2 separate regions of the Danio rerio genome follow, and region 1 is linked to region 2. Evidence: chromatin contacts called from public Micro-C data. All regions are on one chromosome and are shown on one strand. Each heading gives the region's core, a stretch centred on a gene start, on an enhancer-like site or on the middle of the called end of the contact. The rest is flanking DNA. Distances are from core to core; before and after follow the strand shown.

The links. Hi-C and Micro-C count contacts between places; a contact is called where the count stands out from the background.
Region 1: a contact with region 2 is called in a Micro-C map of caudal fin, with 6 times the contacts expected there. The contact joins the promoter of tex11 here to the promoter of slc25a43 in region 2. A contact is called at or near these places in 7 of 18 Hi-C or Micro-C datasets (caudal fin, embryo, gastrula embryo and 2 more) and 1 of 4 datasets of contacts at active chromatin or transcription factors (gastrula embryo).

The regions. Positions count from the first base shown.
Region 1 is chr14:37,594,993-37,601,809 of GRCz12tu, reverse strand. tex11 (testis expressed 11) reads right to left here and starts at 4,931. Exons shown (of 31, transcript XR_012389866.1): 1 at 4,781-4,931; 2 at 4,432-4,547; 3 at 4,158-4,242; 4 at 1,836-1,915; 5 at 1,582-1,662; 6 at 988-1,104; 7 at 835-915; 8 at 653-738. It overlaps LOC141377555 (a long non-coding RNA gene), which reads left to right and starts at 4,377. Exons shown (of 2, transcript XR_012389889.1): 1 at 4,377-4,609; 2 at 5,633-5,971.
Region 2 is chr14:37,437,751-37,444,420 of GRCz12tu, reverse strand. slc25a43 (solute carrier family 25 member 43) reads left to right here and starts at 3,925. Exons shown (of 5, transcript NM_001004497.2): 1 at 3,925-4,281. The coding sequence starts at 4,010. All of the region lies in intron 2 of si:rp71-46j2.8 (a long non-coding RNA gene), which reads right to left.

The DNA of each region.
Region 1 (6,817 bases), core at 3,682-6,181, 160 kb before region 2:
TTTCAACACATGGGAAATGTCCTTATAGTGCAAATAGCTATCATAACAACACTAATGTTGTGGCAATATTGCACAAAAGTTTTGGGTCAGTTTTGGGTCTTTCTTTGGAAGACCTTTTAATATTTTTATAAAAAATTAGTAATTAAATTGAAGATGTGACCGCAAGGACAATTAAAGAGTTATAAAATACTTCTGTTTAAATGAATGCTGTTCATTTGAACTTTCTATTTAAATAATCCTCATGAAAACGGATATCACAGCGTCCACAAAAACATTAAGAAATTTTTCGTGAACACCAAATCAGATTATTTTTACCAAGTTAACACTTAGCTGATGATTAATTTATGAAGCAAGTTTGGCATGCTGCCCCAGGAGAAAGCCCTGAGGTCAATGTCCTTGAGCCTTGGGCTTTCTCCCATTAGAGCGAGAGGGGAGTTTAAGCTCAGGTTAGTCTCAAGAACTTCCCCTTATTTAGAGCTGATGACAGATTAAAATTGTTATATAGAGAGAGATATACAGCTGGTTAAGAGCTCTACTAAAGTGCTAATTTAGATTAATCAATTCACTAATGATGCATGTTTTTTGGACTGTGGGAGAAAACCAGAGAGTTTATTATTTAGTATATTTATTATATTATTACAGAGATCCTTACCTAAGCCAAAATGTGCTCTCTTCATGCTTTCCCTGACTGTAAGTGTCAACCCCAAAGTTGTAACAGATGAGGGAGAGATAGCCAGTCTAAACAGGATTTCACAGAGGCAGCATTATTTCCATTTATACTATAAATTTTCGCTCTCTTAAATCAGAATTTAAAAATTGCACCACTTTGTCCACCTCTTTAGGGAGGCGTAGAAGGATTTCTTTACATCGCTGTATGCATGACACTGCCACTTGGTGTTGCTCTTGAGATACTGCCTATAAAAGCAAAAATAAACTTGCATATAAAAAAATACACACATTTGCACATGCTAAGCAATCTCTACTAACAGATTCTGCCTGATAAGACAAAATCCGCAACAGGTCTTTCTCTATGTCGCCCTTTGGTGTGTTCATATCTTCTCCATCTCCATGGGATGTTAGTCTGCTGTAAAGAGTCTCCAGGCTCTGTAAAAGTAGCATATTTGTGGTTTCTTATTCATGTATTACGTCAATATTATTGTGTCTTATTTATTTCGATGCAAGAAAAAAATATTTACAAAGACTGCAGAACTGTAGAAAATTTTAATAGCATCCTGCAGCCCTAGTTCACATATTATCAAAATCGTTTCTGAAAATAAAAAAGGAGTTACTTAGAATTTATTTTTTTTCATTTATGGATGTAAAATTTATCCAGAAAAAGCATTAAATAAATAATAAATTTACAACGAGACGGGCTGGGTTCAGAGAGTAACCAAGTTTTAAATAGTATTGGAAAAGTCAACCCAAAACACCCTACAGTAAGTACACTACCAAAATGTGAAAAATAATTATGGGTACTTATCAATATTCCACCACACAATAGCATTATATATTTATTTATTATATGCAATTTTTTCTTGTTCCGCCAATATTGTCTGTTTTTTTCAATGAATTCATACATACATTGACAGCCATGCTCAAAAAAGCATCCGCAGACTTGGAGTTTTTACAATCGAGCCATGTTCTCCCAGTTTTACTGGCCATCTGAGAAACAAACAAGTAAGATTTCAGTCAAATATGCAAGGAGCATGCACAAGGGATGGAAATAAACAAATGTACTGTGCATATGCATGAACCACTTTATTACTGACTTCTGTGTGAATGTCAAATTAGTACAAGCTAATAAACAAGACTGCTGGAAATAATTTTTCACTAACCAGTATTTGCTTGCGCACGATACTCTCTGATGGGTTCTCAGGCCCGCATGAATACAGAAGTCTGCATGCCACATGACGCACTAAAACAAATTTGTAGAGTATTAAATAATTAAATAATTGACATCTATGTAAACATCTGGGATACACTTTAACATTTTTATTTGTTTGTATTCAAGGATATTAACTATATCTCTGTCAGTGATAGAAAACAAAGATTGATTGGCACCCAAAAACTGTAATACAGGGGTTTACAACTGTTTAGATGCCATGAACCTATCCTAAAATGCTAAATGCATCTAAGGTTTCTTGTGTAAAAGTCACAAATTGTACTGTAAAATGTTGCTATAAATGTCCAAAATATTATTAATTATATAGCTCTATTGCATTAGCACATTTTATAATATATTAACTATATACACATTTATATAATTATTTATTTTTAACAACATATTAACAAAATCTGCATCTATTAATTGACATTTTGCATAATTAATTGATTAAATTTAATAATGTTTATACTAAAATTATTGTACTATCGTTAAATTATGTTTTTTTTTTTTTTTTACAATTGTTTGTCTTCTTTATACTAGTAGAAGCCAATATTCTCGACACCAGTGGTGCTCAACCCTGTTCCTGGATATCGACCTTCCTGCAAAGTTCAGCTCCAACCCTGATCAAACACACTTGAACCAATTAATTAGGACCTGAACAGCACTTGATAATTACAGGCAGGTGTATTTCATATGGGTTGCAACTGAAATCTGCAGGGAGGTCGAACTTCAGGAACAGGGTTGGTCACACCTGCTCTACACTTACCAATTTTTACAGACTGTTCAAAAGTGGAAAGGAGCGTAGCTGCAGTAATGGTGGCTGAACATCGTTATGAAATTAGTCTGCCAAAAGAATGCTCAATATTCATAGCTGAAGCCTGTGCTTTACTTTTACTTGGAATATATAGAAAATGTCCAACAAAAGAATAATTTTTCAGACTCCAAATCATGCCTCCAAGTGACGGAATCTTCAAAAAATGATCATCCTTTCATTGATAATGTTTAACTAAAGTTCACCATCTACAAAACCAGTTTTGTCATACCATTTTTTATTGGGTTCCAGGACATCTTGTACTTTCAGGAAATGAGTGAGCTGATGTGGCTGCTAAGGATGCTTTGAAACAAGTGGTGAACAAATGCCAGAGATGAGACATTTTATCAATGTTTACATTTTAAATAAGTGGCAAGAGGAGTGGGATGCATTGGAAAATAACAAATTGTATGAAATACAACCTAAAATCTCACGCAAAGTTTTAAGACATTTTAAAACTAGACTTGGTTAAACACTAAACATCTTATTTAATTTATGTACAAATTTTTGTTCATATTTGATTGGATACTTGTAACTGAAATGTTCTTGCCATGACAATAGCTTTAATTGGTGACATGGCATTAAATTAAAATATATACTGGATTTAGTGATTCAGGGGCCCTAAGCAATTCTGGGTATGGGGCCCTAGCACTGAAACTCAAAACATTCTCTTATACATTTTTTTTCTCTGTAGATTATTATTATTGTAAATAAACAGCATGTTAAAGTATTTAAATAAATAAATATATATAAAAAGTATATAAAAAAGTATATTTTCTATATTTTTATATTTACTGGAAGCTTTTTCTTTTTTATTTAAAATTAAATGTAATACATTCACAAATAAAAAAAAAAAACAAGTAATTTGCAACTATTTAAACTAAATGAGCCATTTTGGTGAAAAGATTTTGATATAAGTAAATAAAAAAGTTTTAACAAATTTAATTCACGATCATTTAAGTTAACTGAATAATTGCTGTTTGTGAATCGGCAGCCGTTCATTTTCACTGAGCAATGTTATTTTATTTGAACAGACTCTATACACAGATTTTACAACATATGATTTAAAAAATGTATAAACGAGATATATGATTAATATAGGCTTCTTGGCATTGGTCAGGGACCCATAATTCCCTGGGGCCCTAGGCGGCTGCTAACTTTGATTATTGATTAAGTCCGCTCCTGCTAGTATGTTCATTTGTGCGTCCATAAAAGGCTAATTTAAACATGTTTAAAATTGTATTAACTACATTGACCAATTATTTTAATTTATTAAACATTTCTACATTTCCCAGACTACAGATTGAAACCCCCAACAGTATTAAATAGATACTTAATACAGGCAAGTAAAATCATTATTAATTATAATTATTAGGCCTAATTAATACATGTATTATTATTTAAAAAAAAATCTAATTTATATTAAAGTTAATAAAACAAAAGACTAATACAAGGACAGACCTTTGGCCTTCTGCTCTTCTGTAATTGAGGTGCCAACACGTTTGGTGACAGCCCAGTTCCACAACTGGATGGCGATTTCCTCCAGCTACAAAAACAACTAAATTATTAAATATTGAACCACAATTACCTGATTTCTGTGTAAGATGTTAACTTAAAATACGAAATAATATATATTTATGTCGAGAACAAAATAAAGACGTCATGTCTTCAAAACACAACGCTACAAGATCCCTGGGGGCTTCCGTAGATTTCAAAAGAAGTGTATTTTCCACACCTGTGAATCCTGTAGTTTTGCAGCTTCATCTAGAGTTAAAATCTCCTTGAAGAGGGAATCAATCACTTCATCCAAGTCTGAATGGCTCTGTCTGTGGAGGAGTTTCTCTGACAGGTCTGTGAAAGGAACGTCAAACCACGAAATATCTTCACATAACCTGTTAAATTACTTACAAAAGGTAAGTTGAAACTGTTATTTGTCATTATATTAATATCACTTAAAATATGTAAGATAAATAATTGTTTTGTAAAAAAACACAATAGCTCATCTCATAGTAAATACACAATAGCGTATCTTTTATACATTGAATTGACTGGTACCACATATCTTTCTTTTACCGCAAACGTACCTTTTACTTCGACAGCAAACTGCTCCATATTATATTTTGTGTATCTAAAAAATCTGAAGTAATTTTAAAAGGTTGTATTTTGTATGAAGTTTCTGTGTGACTGGAAAAAAACCAACGCTGCCCCTCGCGACCGCTCCCCGCCAAAACACGCACGAGGACGCGCTTCAGCCGGAGTGTAATACCGCTGAGTGACCGCAAGGTGGTGTCTCACACACGGTTTTTAACTTGCTGTTACTCATCATGTCTCCCTAAAATATTTCATTCAGGTTCACACAATTTATTTGGCGTGGTGAAGCCAAGATTAATAATCCAGCCTCATTAATATTAACAACTACAATCATTTTGCTATTTGGACATCACTCATATGCTATAAAATTGCATGTGTCTGTATATAATAACTGCTATTTGATTGTAACTTAAGTAACTGAGGTTTACTTAATTAAAGTAATGCAATTATGTGATTGTAATGCAAAAATGTGCATCTTTTGTAAAGCTGCATTGAAACAATAATTACTGTAAAAAGCTCTGTACAAATAAACTTAAATTTAATATTTAGTTACATTATAGCGCACAATTTCCACTATATTAAATGCACTTTTATTATAAATAGTAATAGAATATAAAAATGAAATATAAAAGCCTCAGAAACAAGCGCTCTAAATAATATTTTAAGATAAATGGAGAACTAGGCCTGCTCTTTTGATATTCAGAATTTCCGTGTTGAAAGGTCTGGCCCATTACATAGTATAATAGCATTGTTTAAACATAATATTCATCACCTTCTGCTAGTTAAAACCTCATTCACCCCAAAGAAAGTATGTGCTGATAACGCTGAGCTTTTTGTTTTAACAGGGGAGGTCATTGTTGAGCTGAAGGAAAGAGCTCAAGCTGCGTACACAGAATGGTTTGTGAAGTCTCTTATTGTGTTCACGGCACTAGATTCAAAAATAAGATGTCTTAAAAGCCCACTCCTCTGCATGCTCGGCTTCCAGCAATTGTTTCTGCCTGAGTCTTATCTAGCCACCGTACTGGTCTGAGGGAAATGTGATCAGTTCAGAGGGCTTGATTGCACAGGAGAACGAAAAAAACAAACATGATCCTTGTGACATGCGGTCAGAGAGATGGACACAAGATTTCCTAAAGTCTGCAACATAAATAATATTAAAATAATAATAAACAGGCGTATTTATACATCTGTGCCAGGTTTAAAAATATTTCATCTCACAGTTAGACTTGGGTATGAAAGGTCAATGCTAGGCCGAATATTGTGTATTCGAGAAATATCTCTGTAAAACATCTGCTGCCAAACCTGAAGACATAACCTGAAATGTATTGTCTATAAATGCTTTGGGAAAAAAAGAAAAAGGTAAAAAATGACTAGCTTTTATTTTACAAGAATTTATCTCTTAATCTTTCTAATTCAAAAACTAAATGTTGCAATTTACTGCATAATACACTTTACATGGTGGCTTTTATCAGCATTTAAATCTGCATTTAAATCTGTTAACATTAAATACCAATGAACATCTGTAATCTAAAATTATATACTTCAATGAAAAAAAATCAGGGATCAATTACTTTGGATTGCATTCCTAGTTAACAAATTCAATGCATTTTTTTCAACACATCCCATTATTTCTAAAATATCAGCCACTACCAAATGGTTGATATGGTAAAAGTAACAGAATTAATACATATACTATGAAAAATCAGAAAATATAAAGTGTAAGACCTATTTATTTAAAAACCTAATAAAAATAAATCCTTTAAATTATTAATTCATTCATTTTCTTGTTGGCTTAGTCCCTTTATTAATCTAGGTTCGCCACAGCGGAATGAACCGCCAACTTATCCAGCACATTTTTACGCAGCGGATGCCCTTCCAGATGCAACCCATCTCTGGGAAACATCCACAAACACTCATTCACACACACTCAGACACTATGGACAATTTAGCCAACCCAATTCACCTGTACCGCATGTCTTTGGATTGTGGGGGAAACCGTAGCACCCGGAGTAAACCCACGCGAATGCAGG
Region 2 (6,670 bases), core at 2,676-5,175:
TTGTAATTTGCATTTGATGGGGTTTATGAAAATAAGTTAATATTTTGTAACAAAATACTTTAGTGTCTTGTATTTTTGTTTTAAAATACTGTAATACTTTGTAAAACATCTACATCAAGACATCATATAAATGCACCCTCTGATTGGTGCTTTATATGTTATTGACTCTTCCAGTTAAAGAAGAAATCTTAGAATAAAGAGTATACTGTACAAATGATAGTAGTTTTGGATGGATTGTTGATGCCAAATGTTTGTCGTTAAAACAAACAACGTAAAAATAAGTCCCACAGTGGCGATTCCTACAATACTTCATTGGCTATTTCAAATGCCAGTAGTTGATCAGTAGGTCCACTGTATAGTTAATGAAGAAGAAAGATGTAAGCCTTAATACGTCACACAACATATGCAACAAAAATATTTAATAATCAAAAACTTTATTTTAAGATATTTCAAAACTTATTGTAAAATACATTTTGATGTAGTTTTGCCCATCCCTGGATATATCCATATATGTATATGCAATATTATAAAAGTTAATAAGAACAGTGTAGTTTGGAATTGGTCAAATGTGCCTGAGTTAACTCTTAAGATCAGGATAACGACTGTTAATTGCGCTATGTATGCAATATTATAATAGTTAACAAGAACAATGTAGATTGAAATTGGTTAAATGTGCCTATAGGAAACCTCTATGATCAGAATATGAACTATGCAATATTATAATGCTCAAAACAACCCCCCCCCCCCACCCCCCCTCAAGTTGCAATGCAGTGGCATAGAGGCTCTTTTGAACAGACTATCATTTCCTTCTCGGGACACTGTTATTCCAGTAGCCTTTGTGAAAAAGCCAAGTGGCCGAGCTACAGACAGGAGGTGGGCTCTTCACAGGCAGCTGAGGTTGTCGACTCAGCAGGGGAGGGAGGCGCACATCGCAGGGGGATACAGGCTGAAAACAAACACTAACTCTGACAGGAAAGGAACTACAAGACCCTGCTGGGAAATTAGGGGGACTCATGTGCTCATTTTCATACATTGGGCAACATGCCGCAATGTGGCATCCTTTATTGCGTTTGTTGTCATGTCAGGGTATGAGTGGCATAGAGGAGATTGTTTACACGACTCGTCCTTTGGGGGATTAAAAATTGTTAACACAAACAGAGCATGAACAAAATCAGTGTGTGCTTTAGAGATAAAAACTTATATTCAAACCATGGGCTTCATGAACAAGATTAATTAATTCCCTGATGAACTAATTATAGCTGTTGCAATTGGTAAATATAATCACATTAAGTGCACATGTAGTAAAACAGTGCTGTGCTATGTTGGGTAGTATGTGCTTATAAATGCATTTAGATATTTACAACACATTATTAACCTAAGATATCACATTGAAATGATCTTCCTCATTTGCTTTCTTCTCCTAATGCTTTACATGCATAACTTCATTATATCAGAGATTAACACCATTGCTCATTTGTAAATTGTGTGGTTTTGGGTAAAGACTGCCATCTGCTGGATTCTTGTATTTATACCTTTTTTTAGTCTGTTCAATATGTTGAAGGTGTATCTCAGTAACTACATGTTTATTTTGTATATTGAATCATGTACAAATTGGGGTAATAAAATGTATTTTTTTAATATAGAATAATAATTTAAGAAAAATGTAAGTCTAATATGCTCAAAAAGGCTATCTATAGGAATATATATACAGAAAAAATTGCATATATTTTTACAAAAAAAAATCCTATTTTACTAAATTTTAAAATGCCTCTGTGTTACAAAATATATATAATATGCTGATTTGATGTTTAAGACACATTTTTTTCTTTTAAAATAAATTATGAATATATCTTGTGAAATCCATATTTATGTTGTAATTAAAATGTTAATAATCAAATAATTCAAGTAAAATAGCTTATATTTAAAAACAGAAAGCTTTTGTGACATTAAGTTAAATGGCCACTGTCACTTTTAATCAATATATTGCACCTTGTTAGAATTTATTTTAGTTGTTTCTGACCCTAATATTTATATAGCCCTACAAGCAAGTCAATAACTGCTAAAATAAATAAATGAATGAATAAATAAATAATCAAACTACATGAAGTATGGTGCAAGCTTCATTGGAAGAATAAGAATTTTATTAATGTTTTATTTGGCAATTAAAATTTGAATTTGTATATTTATGTTCTTTATTTATATTTTCCACATATGAGGAAGCCATAGTTTGCTCTATTGAAATTATGCTTCTTAAGACTTGTGTGGTCATAACTTGGGAAGACTGTTTTGAGAAGAATGTTTTACATTTGAAATGTTTTTGTTTACAAGATTCTGTCTCTTTTTTGAGACAAGGCTGCCATCTGCTGGTCAAGTATGGTTACTTTGGATTGCCGCACACAAATAAGCAGTAAATAAATTAACGAACCTGGGGGCTATTTCATAAAAGTGGTTAAGAAAAGCGGAGATTAAAGTCAAAAGCCTGACTTCAATGAGCTGAACTAAACGTCCACGCTTGGTTCCATAACAGCATAACAAAAAATTGGTTCCATAACAGCAAGTTAAAGATCATTTGATCTGACTAGTCTGAGTTCAGTTTAAATAATCTAGATAACTGCTCGTGCACGTTTCTGTCGTAAAAGTATATATATATATATATATATATATATATATATATATATATATATATATATATATATATATATATATATATATATATATATATATATTTATTTATTTATTTATTTAATTAACTTTTTTTCACATATGGCCGATTTCTCTCAGATTAAAGGAGGGTCTAACTGAGAATATGTAGTATCAATATCATCACTTTAGCTCAGAGATGGCCAAAGTTGGCCCATGGAAACCTTTGATTTTGCCTGCCATCCCGTCTGAAAAGAGATGGAGAATTATGGGGAGTTGATTGGGGCAAATACCTTTGACAGAAATAATCATTTTGAATTTAACGTAAACTCTAGTTTACATTAAGCCAACTAAAATGAAAGGTTTGAATTAAATGTAAATTAATCACACTTTTAAAACGTAAATACTGTCAGATAAAGGACAATGCACAAGATATTGGTGAGCAAATCAAGGCAAGGTAGGAACAGCTCGACTTGTGTATTCAGCATTGAACTTTATGGTGTTATGAATAGGACTGTTTATGTTTTTACTGTAATATGCTCATTAGAAAATGCTAAAAAAAATCATAAAGCATCATCACTTAATACATTTTAAAGCAACGTTTTCTAGTTAGTTTTAAATATTAGCAAATAAATGAAGAAATTACACATGTCACGTTTAATGTTATATTTGGTACAACTTCGACTCACAGCCCTCAATCAAGTTTGCTTTTTGGCCCTTGAAAACGTTTGGGCACCCCTGATTTAGATCCTTCCTGAATGGAGGAATACGTCTTGTTGCAATTCTCTCCTATTTACGGTAGAAATTTGACCAAATGCCTGAAACATTGAAACATGATCTTTACGTAATATCACAATGAGTTTTGTCATAAAAATATCGATAATTTTGCCTCATACACCTGTATGGTTGGCTATTCTTACTAATATATCTGGTAATGTGGTCCACGGTCACATAGCCTACTTTAAAATGCCATTTTAAGCTTTGTTATTCAAATATATAATCGAAAACAAAAACAAGAAGAGGATCAGCCTACACTACATTACACATATGCGTCTATTTCGTTGACGTAAAGCGAAAAATATAAACATGTTTACTTTATTTGTGGCTGTCTGGGACACGATATGAGTTATAGCAATTTCTTTCCATCTATAGCTTTTTTGACAGGTATTATTGATTGATTTTTCATGCAACCAAACTTGCACAGGCGACACCCCGCCTTCACCAAAATATCCACCAATTGGACAGCCTGCTGGATGACAAGTTACTCTGCAGCTGGACGGCTGTATGATAAACAAAACCGTTAGTGTGGTCATTCCCACATCTGTTGTTTTTATGTGAACGGTTAAAGGGGGAATCTTTCGAATGAAGTATGGCAACAGTCAAAAAGGATGCTCGACTGACGAGTTCGCAAAGTTTGATGTGCGTCGGTTTTGCCGGGATTTTTAGCAAAACTGTAACTTCGCCGTTGGAAGTCGTCAAGATTTTGAGCCAAGTAGGAACATTTCACTGTAAACGCGGCTTCCTGGACAGCTTTGTTTTAATTTGTCAGAATGAGGGACTTCGAGCATTTTGGAAGGGTAACATGGTTTCCTGTCTACGGCTGTTTCCCTACAGTGCCATACATTTAGCAACGTACAAAAAGTAAGTATTATACCTTTTATTATACTTCAATATTCACACAAATGCGTACTTTGTGATTAGCGTTTACCTCAAGTGTAGGTTTAACAGTTTTGAGTATTCTGTTTAAAGATAAGATAAACTTTTCGATCAGCTGTCATGGTAAACAAACACAACAGGAAGTTGACGCGTTAACTCGATAGCGTTTGAAAGCAGATGAATGTAAATGATTGAATTATTGATTATGAGATATAATTAACACGTTTAAATGTGCGTGGGATGTCAGATTTAAGAGAGGACGTTTAAACAAAATGTTATTTAATTTCTTTATTTAGTTTAGCTTTTGTTAATTCGTTAGCAGGGGGTTTACATAAGTTCATCCTGACGTATCACATCACGCCTTTATTCATAACCAATCACGTTGCTCAAAAAACGAGCACGTTGATGTGTCGTCACATAGTAGGCGTGGTCTGATTTCTGTGAAGTCATAAAATTAGCGCATTCATAAAATGAGTACAGTACCAGTATTATGGCAAGCTGACATAACATTAATCTATAAACTGTAATATGATCTATTTTCATGTTACTGTTATCTATATTTAGATACTTATCTTTTCCCTGTAAGACTAACACTTCTTAAATAGCTAATTGTGCTTATTCATTAGAACCTTTTTTTAATATATATAAGAGCAAATGAGCAATTCCAGCATTATAAATGTGACGTTTGCAGTAAAAACTCAAAACAATAATTCACAGAGAAAGTATATATTAACATTATATTAAAACATCTGTTTATATTTTCCAAAACAACTAATCACAGAGTTATGGGATCAGAAAAATATCAATCTGTAAACATTTTTATACTTAAAATGAGAGAAAATAATGGATGTTGTTGTGGATGTGACTAAAAAACAAATTTACAGTATACAGCATATTTTGTAGAAATTCTGTGAAGTAAACTGCACAACCCAAAAGAAACAATTCTAATCAAAAGGATGAGAGTTGGCTTACTAAAGAACAATAAGATGTGATATTGCCCCTGGTGTGACTTTGGTAAATCAAATACAAGCCTACACACACACACACACACACACACACACACACAAAAAATAATTATGAATAGTATCTTAAGGAAAAATTACTTAAGGATTTCACTATTTTGGTGAAAACGTTTCTTTTTTTTCATGACAAGGTTGACATTTGCATGGAATAGCTCATTAGATACACATTATTTTATGAAATACTATAGTTATTATTTATTAGACACTGGTACTTATTATATGCTGGTCTATACGCCTATAACCTATAAAATGGATACTAGTGAGATAAGAATAATTATAGCAATAATTACAAAATATGTTAGTGTATAATAAATAAGAACTAATGCCTAACAAAAAAACTACCATTTTAACAGGTACTGATAGCTAATGAATCTATCACAATATCTAATAGTGAATAAGTAATCATATTTTTCATATTCCTATTGGAAATATTCATAAAGATAATAGTAACTATTGGAATAATTACTATTAATTTATGGATGATTCAAAAATAGAATAACTACTAGTAAATACAAGTATGTTACAAATAATAAACCTGTATTAAATAAACGGGTGGCATGGTGGCGCAGTGGGTAGTGCTGTCACCTCACAGCAAGAAGTTCGCTGGTCTACAGATATGCGCTATAGGTGAATTGGGTAGGCTAAATTGTCTGTGGTGTATGTGTGTATGTCCTGGTCCTTCAGGTTGGGGTTTGAGCGTTAGGCTAACGACCCATCTCATAAAAATTAGATGTTACGAAACACCAACATGGTGCGGCTAAATATCAACTTTGATATAAACGGCCCTGGGCAGTAATGAGTCATTGGAATATAGATACTATTCATAATTAAATAGTTGTTAGGTCAATAATAAATTTCCATACCATTCAAAGTAATAAAAAAAGTTAATTAAGACAATATTTACAAGTTACTGTTGAAATAAGTACTAGTATCTAATAAACAAGATCGTGCATATATTAAATAACCATTATAGTACCTAAAACACTCGTAGATAAGAATAGAGTATTAATACTAAATTAATGACAAAGACGTTAGTATCTAAAATTAAGTACTGGTAGCATGAAAGTAGATGCTGGTATGTTTTTTAGGGTAAATGCTCAAACAGCTTGCCATAGCAGTATCAGCTGTGGCGTTTCCATGGATATGAACTATGCGCTTCACAGGAGCTTAGCCTCTGCCTGTCCATAAACAAAAGTACTCCATTGTTGTACTGGTCACGTGTACTTTCACATGCTGCAGGGGTTAACAGAGACACCGGAAATGCCTTTAGAAAGACCCGTACATGGTGTTCCAGTATTCCAGGAAAAGAGTGGAGGGTGTATTCTGACCTGTTTTGAACACCATGTTCCTCT